Regions from separate parts of the Mus musculus genome. Here all the other regions are linked to region 5. Evidence: chromatin contacts called from public HiCAR-type, Micro-C and promoter capture Hi-C data. All regions are on one chromosome and are shown on one strand. The core of a region is the stretch at or near the end of the contact, and the rest is flanking DNA. Distances in the headings are between cores, read along the strand shown. Region 1 holds the start of Fbxl18 (F-box and leucine-rich repeat protein 18). Region 2 holds the start of Fscn1 (fascin actin-bundling protein 1). Region 3 holds the start of Rbak (RB-associated KRAB zinc finger). Region 4 holds the start of Slc29a4 (solute carrier family 29 (nucleoside transporters), member 4). Region 5 holds the start of Ttyh3 (tweety family member 3).

Region 1 (2,700 bases), core at 56-2,555, 2.2 Mb after region 5:
AGTGAGAGGAGGAGATAGGGGCATCTGTCAAAAGCTCACAAGCCAGCTACTCTGGAGTATACACCATCAAGAGAGATCCTGTCTCAACTGGGGGGAAAGGCAGAAGCGATAATTTAGTACTACTCTTTCGGAGGACCTGAGTTCGATTCCCAGTACCCACACTGGGGAGGCGAATAACCACCTGTGTAACTCCAACACCGGGTGCACATGATCCTCTGGTCTCCTCAGACACCTGTACTCATGTACACATACCCACACACAGTTATACATACACACATACACACACACACACACACTAATATAAACCAGATAAAAGGCAACAACCAACTCTTCAAAGTGGTCCTCTGACTTCCACATGTACGCCACGACACGCACCCATGACATGCACATGCCAGTACTCACGCATACACACACGCTAATATGATAAATAGGTGTACCCCCAGATGCGAGTACCTAGGAAAGAACAAATATAACTCAAGATAGGGAGGAAGGCAACAGGGAAGCTACCAGGTGCTCCCCTAACCCCCGCCACGGCCCCATACTGTCGTCTGCAGAAAAAAATACTGCACACCCGTAACAAGACGCAGTGGGATTCTCCAGCTGACCTAGATCATAAAGCTCTGGGGTCAGTCCGACGCCCTATCACACTCCCGCGCATCACAAGTAGACTCCAGAAAGAAGTGGGCTGCACTTAAGCTGATAGAAAAAAAGAAGAAGCCAGGGCTGGGAATGGGGTCGAAGCCCTGAGTTCCACCCTTAGCTGCACATTAACCACCGCGTGATGATGCACACCTGTAACCCCAGATTTACAAAGGCTACAATAGAAAGATTGCTGTACGTTCAAAACCAGCCTGGGCTGCACACTGAACTCCAGGCTAGACTGGGCTACAGTGTAAAACAAACAAGAAAACACAAGCAGAAGGGACAACGTCCCATAGCTGCGAGGGCAGAGCCAACACACAAGGAGACGGGGGAAAGGCCTGGAAACTCAGCAGGCCACGTGAAAGGGTCCATTCTGGCCATCGAGATTGTGCGCCTGGGAACAGATGGGGTCAGGAGAGGAGAGGGCCTGGTAGGAGGGTAGGAGACGGCAAGGATGGGCCTTGGAATAAAGCCAGGGTCGGGAGGGAAGCCCAGAGGGGACTCCAGCCGCCGGGGCTGGAGGTGCAGGTCGTACCTCTCCGGAGCTAGCCGCCGGAGCTGCAGCCTCACAGTCCCCCAGCCTGCCAGCGTAGGGATGCTCGAAGCCGGCGCGGCCACAGCTCCACAGAGACCCCGGTAAGGGGCGTGGCTGCGGCGCACGCCTAGACGTACTTCCGCTTGCGCCCGGATGGACCCGGTGCGGTCGCCATGTTGGGTGTGGCATAAAGTACTCTCAGGATTCAGAGGCGTCCAGAAGGTCACGAGTGACCAGTCTCTTAAGCTACCTCCGCAGTTTCTTGCTGTCGCTCCAACAACATGCGTTCTGCTCCAGGCCTTTGCATTTGCCATTCGCGCTACACACTGCGCTCCAAGTCATCTGTCACAGCGCTCAGGTATCCTAGATAACCATAGCAACCTTCATGTGCACACGCTCCTGAATTTGCCCCTCATCTTGCGTTACAACTCTCAATAGCTCTTTGCACCGCCTGACTTGCTAAGCCTTTTTGCTTGTTTTGAGTCTCACTCTGTAGTCCTGGCTGTCCTGGAATTAGCTATAAAGACCAAGCTGGCCTTGAAGTCACAAAATCCGCCTACCTCTGCCTCCCATCTATGCCTAGGCCACTGTTTATTTAATGTATGTGAGTGCACTGGAGCTGTCTTCAGACAAAGTTTCTGGGAATTGAACTCAGGACCTCTGGAAGAGCAGTCAGTGCTCTTAACCGCTGAGCCATCTCTCCAGCCCCATCTTGTTTTGTTGTTGTTGTTGTTGGTTTTTGGTTTTGTTTTGTTTTTTTGTTTGTTTGTTTGTTTGTTTTGGGTTTATCGAGACAGGGTTTCTCTGTATAGCCCTGGCTGTCCTGGAGCTCACTTTGTAGACCAGGCTGGCCTCGAACTCAGAAATCCGCCTGCCTCTGCCTCCCGAGTGCTGGGATTAAAGGCGTGCGCCACCACGCCCGGCTGTTTTGTTTTTTAACACTACTGAGGATTGAACCTAAGGCTTCCTTTCATGCGTGCTAAGTAAGCACCCTGCCTGTACCCCCATAACTAAGCAGAGAGTCTGCCTGGTACTGTTCTTTGCATGTCAACACTGAACAAATAAATATTTGCTGAATAAATGAATAATAAATGTTTCCACGGCGTTTCCAGTTAAAAATGGTTTCCTAGAGCTCGTGAAATGACTCGTCAGGGAAAGGAGCTTGACTCTGACTGACCACCTGAAGTGAGTTTGATTCCAAGGACCCACACGCTGGAAGGAGAAGACTGCCTTCTAGAAGCTGCCCTCTGGTGTCTGTGTCTGCACTGGTCATGCACATGTGCTCTCGCTCGAGTGTACACAGAGAAAGAGTCAGGAAGGAAGTCCAGATGGTTTAAAATTAAGATAATAGTTTAATGGGAGCTGGGGATGTAGTTCATTTGAGTATTTGTCTAGCAGATACATAACCCGGGGTTCCGTCCCTGGCACTATATAAACCAAACCAAACGGAAACAATCTTAGGACTCAGAAAGTGGAGGCAGGAAGACCTGCAGGTCAAGGTTACCCTAGGCTATATAGTGAGT
Region 2 (2,700 bases), core at 1-2,500, 2.3 Mb after region 5:
GGTGACCTTTCCTGTGACCTCTAAGGGAGGAACTAGATGTCCCAGCAAGGATTCTAGGGACTTGTCAGGACTGACCTTTGATGATGGGAAAGCCATGCCATCTCCCCTTCCCCTTTGATGGTCGCTGGAGGGGTTTGCCTGGGACAGAGATGCGTTTGGACACAGATCACCGTGAAGACTGGTCAGTTTCAGTACCCTGCCCAGCCTGTGGCTGGGAAGGGCCAGGGGCCCAGATCTTGTGGGCAGCCTGGGGTAGGGCCAGCATTCCAGGGGCCTGCCTGGCATGTGGGGAATGTCCCAGGAGAAGTCTCAGTCCTCCAGAAACTCAAAGGGAAGTGTTCTTACGTGGGGTGGTGTGTGGTGGGAGGTGGGAGGTGGTGTTTGTGGGAATGTCCCTCTGGTCTGGAACCCTGAGGGGCTGCAGTTAGGAGGTACATTGGGGCTGTGCCATTCTAGGGAGCTGACCTGCTTTTCTGATGTCTTCATAAACAGAGACCACTATTCCTGCCTTACCTACCCTGCTTCCTGGTAGACCAGCACCCCGGGGCTTGAGCATCACCACAGTAGGGACTTTTGTGGGCCACTGACTTGGGCCACAGTTACCACAATTTATTTAGAGTCAGCAAGGTGGCTGTACTCTATGCTGACCCGGGAATAGAAATCTCGGTTTCTGCTCAGGAGGCCCAGGCTACAAGGCCTTGAAAAACCCTGAGGCGGGCGGGGCAGGTAGGGCTCTGCATGCGCCTCTCTAGAAATTAACCTCCTTTCTACCCCAGACCCTTCTGGCGTCTCTGGCTTCTTCAAGGACCGGCTCTAAGGCTACTTCCTGGTACACCCTGGACCCTCCCTCCATCCTGAAGGGATCATTATCTTAAACCTGGTCCTTCCCATCGACTGGGTTTGGGGGTAGGGGTGTTTCAGGATGGCCTCAGAGAGCAGGAGAAAGTTGGAGATCAGCCAACTACTGCAGAGCACGACTGTGGAGGAACAGTTAAATGGACTAGCAAACACGAACGGGCCAGAGGCAGAAGGACTGCTATGAGTTCGAGTCCAGCCTGAGCCACACAGATACTTCAAGCCTAGTCTGAGTTACAGAGTGAAACCCGGTCTTAAACCCCAGAAAAACACTCCGGGGAAGCGCAGGGGACCGGGCGCGCGCTGCAGAGCCCCCTCCCCGGCAGGCCCGGGTAGGGGCGTGGCCACGGTGACGTCATCCTCCTATAAAACCCTGGGCGCCGCCGGGCTGGCTTTGTGGAGAACTGCAGCGGGCTAAGCCGTGTTGAACAAAGGAGGTCGGGCACAGCTATCCAAGCTCCCGGGGCCACCGGGCCGCCCTCCGCCACCATGACCGCCAACGGCACGGCAGAGGCTGTGCAGATTCAGTTCGGGCTCATCAGCTGCGGCAACAAGTACCTGACAGCCGAGGCGTTCGGGTTCAAGGTGAACGCATCCGCTAGTAGCTTGAAAAAGAAGCAGATCTGGACGCTGGAGCAACCTCCCGATGAGGCGGGCAGCGCGGCCGTGTGTCTGCGCAGCCACCTGGGTCGCTACCTGGCCGCCGACAAGGACGGCAACGTGACCTGCGAGCGCGAGGTGCCCGACGGCGACTGCCGCTTTCTCGTCGTGGCGCACGACGACGGCCGCTGGTCGCTGCAGTCCGAGGCTCACCGGCGCTACTTTGGCGGCACCGAGGACCGCCTGTCCTGCTTCGCGCAGAGCGTGTCGCCGGCCGAGAAGTGGAGCGTGCACATCGCCATGCACCCGCAGGTTAACATCTACAGCGTTACCCGCAAGCGCTACGCGCATCTGAGCGCGCGGCCGGCCGACGAGATCGCGGTAGACCGCGACGTGCCTTGGGGCGTCGACTCGCTCATCACCTTGGCCTTCCAGGACCAACGCTACAGTGTGCAGACGTCCGACCACCGCTTCCTGCGCCACGACGGGCGCCTTGTGGCACGGCCGGAGCCCGCCACGGGCTTCACGCTGGAGTTCCGCTCCGGCAAGGTGGCCTTTCGCGACTGCGAAGGTCGCTACCTGGCTCCGTCCGGGCCCAGCGGCACCCTCAAGGCTGGCAAGGCCACCAAGGTGGGCAAAGATGAGCTCTTCGCCCTGGAACAGAGCTGCGCTCAGGTGGTGCTGCAGGCGGCCAACGAGAGGAACGTGTCCACGCGCCAGGGTGAGTTGGGGACATGTCCCCTCCCTTGGGTCCTGACCCAGTGCACAAAAGCATCTCTGCACTCCTTCTATTTCCCTATTTCCTCCTGGGCTCCCTTTAGGCTCACAGGCCTCTGGGCTCCGCCATGAGGAGGTGGGCTTCTATTTTGAAAGATCTGATCTCACCAGATAGCCTTGGCTATCCTGGAACTCGCTATGTAGACTGGGCTGGCCCCGAACTCGCAGAAATCTTCCTTCCTGTCTCTTGTGCTGGGAATAAAGGCATGTACCACCCCTCTGTTCAGGACGTAGGCTTCTTCTGCTGGGAGAAGGTGACGTGGGGAAGTGGGTAAGGCCTAACACATTCTAAAGCAATACTGTCCACCACCACCCCCCCCCCCCCCGGCTGGGGGCGTGGGACTCCATAGACCTAGCTTAGATCTTCTCCGTTTCCTCTTCCTTCCCAGTCTGAGCCATCCCCATTCATGAGCCGATTCTTTAGGATAGGCTGTCCCAGGTCTTGGAGAGGAAGGGTTCCCCCTACAC
Region 3 (2,800 bases), core at 290-2,789, 2.5 Mb after region 5:
GCCTGCCACTCGGGTGTATTTTATATTACAATCACCTTTATTCACTCCTTTCTCCACGACCATCCTACTTACTTATTAATTATTCTATGTATGGATGCTCTGCTGCATGTACACCTGCATGCCAGAAGAGGGCGTCAGATCCCTTTAGAGACCACTCCACTACCATTCAAGAACAGACCTTTGAGTAAGTCTTCCAAAATACATTACAAAGGAGTCAGAAAAAAAAAAATTACAAACGGGAAAAACTTACCTTTGATCTGCTCATGTTCTGCTCCTCTTGGGGGAACTGTAGACACTGCTGACTGACCTGCTGGAGGAAAAGCTCGCTGAAATCGGAGATTAACTGGTCTACACAGGGACATGTCTCTCGCCTGGGAACCACCAAGTGAAATCGCAGCTTATACACACTGCAGAGGTGATAGGAAGGAAATCACAAACCTAACTCCAACAGGTGGAATGGGGGGTGGGAGGCGAGGGGGGGCGGGTACAGTTCTATGATGAACACTACGCTGCCTTCTTTTTATCCACGGGCATTTGGTGTAAAGGTGGGGGAAACAAGGGTACTTATTTTATTTCCTATTCAAACTGTTGCAAAATATGTCACAGTGAATGAGGATTCTGGGCACTATATATATATATATCTGGGATCCATGTTCCATGAGGTGACATACATGCAATCCCAACTCTCTGGAGGCGGAGACGGGAGGATCACCCACTACCAGAACAATATGTGCCACAAGGAATCCACGCCTCAAAAAAACTAAAACACAAAAAGGAAAAATGGTCCAGATGGATAGACGTCCGACAAACAGGGATAAAGCGTGGTTTGTTTTCAAACTATCCAACTAAACTTGGTTACTGCTGCATATCTTAAAAAGGGACTAAGGGAAGAAACTAGAAAACAATGGCACTCATTTCAACACAACCTTGATTAAGTCTCACACCTGTCGCAGACTCAGTCTTCCTTCACGAGCAGAAAGAAGTAAAAGCAGATTTTGAGCACTAGACCATTACGATGCCTCAAGGGCAGACTCGGGGGGGGGGGGGACCACAGACAGAGCAAGAGAGCTGATGGACGCTGAGTGACACCGTGGGAATCTGGAGCCCTTGAGTTCTTCAGTGCCTGCACTCTGTCCTCGGGACTGACCGTGCAGCCCAAAGCGATGCAGCTGTCCCGCTGTCAGCCCGACCACCTCGACCCTCCCAGGCGCCGCAAGCTGGGGACAGCGGGGTGCCCGGGTGAACTGACTGGGCACCATCTGTGCCCAGCATCCCTCCCGCAGCCCCGATCGCTCTGCGCCCTCGGGCCTCACCGAGCAGGCGTCTCCGCTGCCCCTGTCAGCCTCCGCGCCGAGCTCTCGCTAGGCCTCCCTAGCCCGCACAGCCGAGTCTGTTCGCTGCCGCCCCGGAAGCTCCGGCCTCGGCCCTGCAGGCTCGGCAACTCCAGCTTAGCGAACGCAAAGGCTGCGGGAGGGAAGGTAGCCTCGACACACCAGACCTGCAGGAAGTCACCACGGCGCAGTGGCCCAGCGCAAGCGCGGGCACGCGCACAGGCCGCGACGCGCATGTGCAGCATCTTCCCGGAAGTCCGAGTTCCAAGGCTCTCCTTTCTCCCCAAGAATTGCACAGAAACTCTGTGTCCCAGACGCCTTCGCGCGCCACTGCATCTAGGGATCCTCGCGCAAGAACTTACCTCCTCCCAGCAGTTTGGGGGAGGTGCTCTGAGAGCAATGGCTGCCTCCAGCCATGCTCTTACCTTCTTGTTTGTCCTCACTCCCTTTGAGCCTGGAGAAACGGCCTGCTGCGTGAAGTCCCAAGTCTTGTCCCTGGCTCAGGACTCCTAAAATAAGAGGAAGATTGTGTTAGAAGGAAAGAAAACTGAGTGTCATTCTCGATTAACCAAACTTCCTTGAAGTACTAGGTACAAGAAATAACCAGCTGTGCTTTACAAAGAAGGAGGCACAAACACTAATGGTGGGTTTCTAGAACATACGTCTAATGCCCAGAAACTCTAAAAAACAGAACCAGAAAGAGAACACAGAAAGAAGAAAACACCTACCTGCAATGTGATCTCTGAAAGGTGATATTTAGGGCCGGGCGACAATGACAGTTTTCAACGATGGTTACATTATGATGAACGGCTCCTCGATTTCTTATTGAATTAATGCAACGACGTTCTTGGCCTAGTTCTTCATAAAGACGTTGGCGTCAAAATTAATAACAAAGCCTGTCAATAGAAAAAGTTCTCTGCGCCGATGCAGAGAGTAACGTTTTCATCCCAGAAGCACCAAGCGCCTTGGAGCGCCAACCCTAGGTAATAAACTGCTGAGCAACCAGCAGGAGACAGAAGCATCACGAATCCCTCTCAGATGCTGCAGGGCACACATGGTCTCAGGAGAAAGGGTGAGCCCTCCTCCTCGGAAGGCCTGCACTGCCATGGGGCACCTTCTCCCAGGTTCTCACCTCACCTGGTCACTGAGGTGCCCACCTGAGCTGGCTCCTATCTCTTAAACCAAAAGCTTCCCTTCCCCGTGGCAAGCAGGGGTTACGTCTCTGAATGAGGGGCCTGGGCTAAACTCCCCAGGTGACAGGGAGATAGGAACACTCTTTTCTCCAGGTTTACATTGCACAGATGGGACTCAGGCCTTTCAGAAAAGGAATTCCTTGCTTGCAGTGAGGACATTCAAGCTCATATAATTTTTGTATTGAGAGAAGATTTCGGTTTGTACACACATACGGAACAAGGGTTGCCAGTCAACAGACTGAGATCCTTCTGCTCTGCACAGATAGGAGAAGCTCA
Region 4 (2,700 bases), core at 193-2,692, 2.1 Mb after region 5:
CCTGAACTACGGTAAGAAGAGACCATTAAAAAAAAACAGACACTTCTAGGAACTTTGCTCTGTGAGAGAGAGGCTAGCAAGATGACAAGAAAGCCCCCAGGCATGGGTAGAACCAAGCAGGCTTCCACGAAGAAGTGGGAATGCAGGCAAGAGGAGGGGTATCCAGACAAATGCATCTCTCTGTGCCTCGGTCCTGAAGACTCCTGGCCCCCATTAACAGGTCCCAGTTTGTAAGGACTTAGGGTACTGTTCCCACTTAATTCCTGGTCTTATCTTTATGGCCCCCATGGGGCATGTGGCCAGGACCAGGGTCAGAATAGGCCCTACTGAAGCAATCAGTGCCAGCCCCAGATTGTCGCAGATCACCTAGAGCTCCAGGAGACTAAGCCTGGCAAGAATCGTGAAGGGACTGAGAAGTGAGGACGGCCAGCTAAGACACCAAACCTTCCTGTATGCTAGACTGTCAGATACTGTAACCTGAGAGTGGAGAGAAGTGGGCAAAGACAAGTGGAGTGTGAATGGGTAGAGGCAGCGCTTATGCTGAAAGCCACGGTCCAGCATAGGATGAGTCCACGCCGTCGGGGAGTGGTAGTGTGGGGGAAACAAGCATGGGAGTGGGAGGCGGGGCAGAGAGGCAGGGCTGGTGTGAAGGCTGTGGGAGGGGCCATGGGGGCGTGGCACAGGGAAGTGATGGGGCGGAGCTAGCAGGTAGTGAATAAGAAGTCATGTATGAGGGCTAGAGGTGAGGCCAGGTAGGTGGGACGAAGTGGGCCCAGAGGAGGAGAGTGGAGCATGTGGGAATAATGGGGGTGGAACTAGGCAAATGAAGTAGGAGCAGGGGAAGAGGGGGATGGAAGAAGGGCCCAGCACGCATCAAGGGAAGCGGGGAAGGAATAGGGGTGAAGAAAGAATAGAGGTGAGGCTAGGGCCAGCGGAGAGGAAGGCAGGGAAAGGGGGCAGGCTCTGTGGTCTGGGTTGGGGCTGGCTAAGGGCACAGAAGGAACGAGGGTGAAGACAGCAAAGAGGCTTGGGGGCATTAGAGTGGGCAGTTCAGAGGCGGAGCCAGAGGCGGGGTCATATAGAGTGAGTGGAGCATAGGTAAAGAAAATGGGGCGGGGAATATGGTAAAGACTGGGTAGGGCCAGGGGCGGAGAGCGCAGGTAGAGATTGGGCGGAGTGTATAGGAGAGAAAGAGGGGTTTAGGGGCGGATTTATACAGAGTGGATGTAGCGTGGGCAGGGAGACTGGGAGACTGAGTGGCCGTAGGCCCCACTGGAGGCCGGACCTGGGTGGAGCCCTGTGGAGTGGGCGGGGTGTGAGGGGCGGGGCCACGAGGGTGGGCGGGGCATCTGGATGGTGAAAAGTGTGGTTGGAGGCGGGACTTGGGCGGAGTCACGCGGTGGGCGGAGCTAGGAGGGCGGAGCTAGGAGGGCGGGCGGGGCGTGGGCCGGGCTAGCTCGCTGCAGCTGCTGCGCCCCCAGCACGCGCTCACGGACCCGGGCCCGCGGACCGGGACACCGAGCAGGACGCCCGCCGCGCCCGGTCCCAAGCCTCGAGAAGCGGGGCACAGCGCAAAGGGTCCGGGCGCGGGCGGCAGGCAGGCAGCGAGGATCCCAGCCTGGGGCCGCCCGAGGTGAGTGTCGCCACGGAGGTGGCAGGGAGACGCCGGCGGGGACCTGTCGGAGCCTTTGTCTGCGGCGCGCGGCCCCAGTCGCGCCGCCTCTCCCTTCCGCCCTCCCAGGCACCGGATGGTTGCCGCACCCCTTGTCCGGGGAGGATGGGTACCCTCGCACAGTGCAAGATCCCCTGCATCCGAGCTGCGAGGGCGGGACGCAGGCTCTAGAAGGGGACAGACGCGGGTGGCCTTGGCCGAGCCGGATCACGGCATTATGTCCTCCCTTGGTCACACCTCAGGGGACCTTGCACCTGAAGTTCCTTCCGGACCCATCTCCTTCCATCACGCCCTTCTGCCCAGCCAGCTTCCTTCTAGTTTTGAAAAAGGTTATGACAGAGGCGGGGCCTGGGCACTGGGTCACGACCTCCGAGTTGCCCCTGAAGTCTCTCTTTGCTGGTGGCCCTGTGGGCCGGGGTCCAAGTTTGATACTGCTAGTGCTTCCTGCGGAAGAAACATCAAGGTCTGCTAGTGTCCGGACTGTGCAGGAACCTAAAGCATGGAGAGAGATGGGCCTGGGCTACCCCTCTGCCCTGCGGGCATCCCAGGCCTTGACCAGTCTGTGGCATTGATGTTACAGTCATCTGTCCCCTGGCACTCAGAGGAGCTGCCCAAAGTAGCTCAAAACCCACAATCCTGCAGCGGGGAGTGGAGCCTTAGGATGCTGAGGGAGACTCCCTAAACAACGTCTGGGCACGGGACAGGGGCATCCAAGGGCATCTTAGTAAACAAGACTTGTGGCTGGAGCCAGAAGTTCAAGGCCCGAGGAGGTTGAGCAGGCTGGCTTTCCAAGTGAAATGTAATTTTTCTGCCTCTTCTGCCGACTGCACATGTGGGGCAAGCAGCCTGAGAGACAATCCCTACAGCATCTGAGAGAGGCCAGTGGTGGTCAGCCGGGTCAGGGTTCAGTTAGAGCTGTCTGGCTGTGGGTTTGGCCCTCCTCTGCCTTTTTGGTTATCTCTTCTTCAGACTGGTGTTGTGTGCCTAGTTTTACAGGACTACTGAGAGCTCGGAGCCCTCTTTGACCC
Region 5 (2,700 bases), core at 89-2,588:
TTGCTGTCTTTCAGGACTCAGGTTTTGCTCTACCCCTCACACCTGTTCTAATCTGCTCAGGAACACCATCAGCTACTGGAGCTGGGGTCAGGTAGGCAGAGAGTGGGAGCAGGGACAGTCCTGTGTTCTCTCACCCTCAACTTCAGTAAGATGAGGATGGCGGCAGAGATATTTGGCACAGCCCCAGGAGTACTTGATTCCCAGGCTACTGTCTGTCCCAGGAGCCGCCGGAGAGAAACTGTGAGGTGCTTAGTGACCAAGTGGGCTGATCATTCTTTTTTTTCTGGAATCTGGAGCAGGAAGGAAAAGCCCACAGCCCTAGTCCCCCTGCTCTGCACTCAAATGACAGTGGTTCAGTAGTGGGGGTGGTGCTGGGACTTGGCAGGACGCCAGACTTAGGGCTTCGCAGGGAGAGGGCTGCCAAGTGCCCCATGGCCCCCAGCCCAGACGGAGGCCCACTCACCCCACTTCAGCCAGGCCTCATTTTCCACCCTGGGTAGAGAGACTGCTGGCACCCTGGTTTCCCACAACCACACGACACCCTGTGTACATCCCACAGCCTGACCGTGAAGCAAGGGGTCATTAGCAGCCACAGAAGGCTGGCGATGGCCCAGGCTCCTCACCCACCAACAGTCTGGCAAAGGGATTCCCTAGCTGGGGAAAGAGAACGAGGAATACCCTCCTGCCTGAACCCAGGGATCCAGCCTTGGCTAGCGGGGGCTCTGCTGGGGAGAAGCTGACTGCCCAAAGGATGAAGACGGGCCTACCAGGAACCCATAGGATCAGAAGAGGGTCTATCAGGGGAGGGAGGCAGCTCCGTCAATCCGGATCGGAGGCCCTGGTGACACAGAGGGGCTGAACACCTTCCAGGGGGTGTTCGACATTAATCCCTGGAAAGGTTATCAGTGAACGGGAGGCGACTCCTAGAATGAAAGGGGATGGGGAAGCTCCAGCTCCTTGGGAGGGGCCATGACCCGGGGCCCCTGACCCCGCACCCGGGGGCGCGCGTCACCTGCTGGTAGTCGGCGTCCTCGGGCCGGAATTGGCTGCTGGTGGCCTCCCACCGCAGGTCGAAGTGCGGCAGCCGGTGCAGGAGGCTCACCCACCAGGGCGCCGCGTAGCTGACCCCGGCCATGGCGGGCGGGCGGCCACGGGCGCTGCGCCGGGCTTCCCTCGCTGCCGGATGCACGGGGCTCAGGGACCCGCCGACCCCTGCTCAGCTGCCCTCATCGTGCCCGCTTCCAGGGGCCCTGGCCCGGCCCGGCTCGGCCCGGCTCGGCCCGGCTCGGCTGCGCTCGGCTCCGCTCGGCCGCCCGCGCCCGCCGCCTCTTTGTTCACCGCCGCTGCCGCCGCCCCCTCCGCGCACCCGCCCGCTCGCCTTCAGGCTCCACCCCCACACCGCCATAGGCCCACCGCCCTCAGGCCCCACCCCAACCGCCCTCCCGGACATTCGGCCCCGCCCCACACAATGCTATTGGTCGGCACCACGCAGACCCCGCCCATACCAGGGCAGTCTCTGCCTCCGGACTGCCATTGGCATTTCTCCCATAGGCCCTGCCCCCTGCGTTACCATTGGTCTTTTTGCCTACACCTCTCGGTTTAGGCAGGACCCTCAACCTCTTCAGCCATTTCTTCCCTGTAGACCACGAAGGCTGGAATCCAAAGCTCACGTGTAGCATCCTCTCCGACCCATGCCTTTGCTCTCTGGTTTGATCCGGTTTCCACGCAGCCCTCATAAGGACCTGCCAGGGAACCAGTGACCTGTCTCTAGGATGGACATGATCTGCATTCGGGAGCTGCAGCTGTGTGCTCTTGGGCGAATGACTTAGCCTCTCGGTATCAGTGTTGTAGTCTGAGAAAAGGCGTTGCGGAGATAAACCGAGTGTGAAGTGCTCAGAACAAAGCCTGGCGCATAAGCCATAAAGCCGCGTGTAAGGCGATAATGGGCAGATAGATTGAATACCCACCTGCTTTAATTTCAGTTATGGAACCAGGGCCTTACGCATGCAAGCCAGGCACTCTACCACCGACCTAAATCCCCAATCCCCTGTTTTACTTTTTCTGTCGCGGGATCTCTGTAAATTGCTCAGCCTAGCCTCAAACTTGGCAGTCCTCTTGCTTCAGCCTCCCAGGTACTGGGATAACAGGCCTGAACCGCCGCACCTCACTTGCTTGCATCATTCTAAAGATGCAAAAGGAAGATGTAAAGAAAGTTCCCTGTATCCCATCTTGGAAACTAGGCTACTGGTCAGGACACAGCCTATAGAAAGGTCATGGGGGCAGGGGGGCAGTTCTTGCTTCTCCCCGGGTGGAGCGAACATATCCACTTGGCTCTGTGCACTCACAACCCTGGGGCCTTATGTTCTTAGAAACTAGACACATGCAGCTTCTCCATCGGCTAGGTAGCCTCACTCCTCAGCTGGACAGTGGCTTCCTGACAGACCTGTCTTTCAGTTCATGCAACTGCCTGAGGCATCTCCTTCCTTGCACTCTGGCCCGAGGGCAGGGGCCCTTTACAGAGCTGTGGGTTTCAATGTTCTGGATGGCTGGAGGAAGCTACCTAGCTGGGAATCAGCCTGCAGCGATAGGTAAGAAGTTCTTAGGCTTCTTACTCCAGGGCCACACAGCAATGGCTGTTCCCCCTCGCCCCACCCCCAGGCCGAGCTTTCCTCCTAGTGTCAAATGAGCACTTGCCAGACA

What was found. Promoter capture Hi-C pulls out the DNA fragments that hold promoters and counts their contacts. Hi-C and Micro-C count contacts between places; a contact is called where the count stands out from the background. HiCAR-type assays count read pairs that join an accessible place to other places.
Region 1: a HiCAR-type map of astrocytes shows a contact between it and region 5, with 4 times the contacts expected there. The contact joins the promoter of Fbxl18 here to the promoter of Ttyh3 in region 5. A contact is called at or near these places in 3 of 39 promoter capture datasets (liver, pre-B cells and second pharyngeal arch cranial neural crest) and 1 of 115 datasets of contacts at active chromatin or transcription factors (astrocytes).
Region 2: a contact with region 5 is called in a HiCAR-type map of astrocytes, with 4 times the contacts expected there. The contact joins the promoter of Fscn1 here to the promoter of Ttyh3 in region 5. A contact is called at or near these places in 2 of 115 datasets of contacts at active chromatin or transcription factors (astrocytes and embryonic stem cells).
Region 3: a promoter capture Hi-C map of cranial neural crest shows a contact between it and region 5. The contact joins the promoter of Rbak here to the promoter of Ttyh3 in region 5. A contact is called at or near these places in 2 of 39 promoter capture datasets (cranial neural crest and liver).
Region 4: a Micro-C map of embryonic stem cells shows a contact between it and region 5, with 5 times the contacts expected there. The contact joins the promoter of Slc29a4 here to the promoter of Ttyh3 in region 5. A contact is called at or near these places in 2 of 39 promoter capture datasets (cranial neural crest and hippocampal neurons), 1 of 484 Hi-C or Micro-C datasets (embryonic stem cells) and 1 of 115 datasets of contacts at active chromatin or transcription factors (astrocytes).

What each region holds. Positions count from the first base shown.
Region 1 is chr5:142,893,933-142,896,632 of GRCm38.p6, forward strand. Fbxl18 (F-box and leucine-rich repeat protein 18) reads right to left here and starts at 1,306. Exons shown (of 5, transcript NM_001033312.3): 1 at 1,178-1,306. Gm38733 (a long non-coding RNA gene) reads left to right here and starts at 1,372. Exons shown (of 2, transcript XR_003955825.1): 1 at 1,372-1,535.
Region 2 is chr5:142,959,105-142,961,804 of GRCm38.p6, forward strand. Fscn1 (fascin actin-bundling protein 1) reads left to right here and starts at 1,251. Exons shown (of 5, transcript NM_007984.2): 1 at 1,251-2,176. The coding sequence starts at 1,345.
Region 3 is chr5:143,179,236-143,182,035 of GRCm38.p6, forward strand. Rbak (RB-associated KRAB zinc finger) reads right to left here and starts at 1,540. Exons shown (of 5, transcript NM_001045482.2): 1 at 1,314-1,540; 2 at 251-307. The coding sequence starts at 265. It overlaps Spdye4b (speedy/RINGO cell cycle regulator family, member E4B), which reads left to right and starts at 1,782. Exons shown (of 8, transcript NM_001384193.1): 1 at 1,782-2,403. The coding sequence starts at 2,386.
Region 4 is chr5:142,700,659-142,703,358 of GRCm38.p6, forward strand. It overlaps Slc29a4 (solute carrier family 29 (nucleoside transporters), member 4), which reads left to right and starts at 1,443. Exons shown (of 11, transcript NM_146257.2): 1 at 1,443-1,633.
Region 5 is chr5:140,647,693-140,650,392 of GRCm38.p6, forward strand. It overlaps Ttyh3 (tweety family member 3), which reads right to left and starts at 1,339. Exons shown (of 14, transcript NM_175274.5): 1 at 1,013-1,339. The coding sequence starts at 1,135.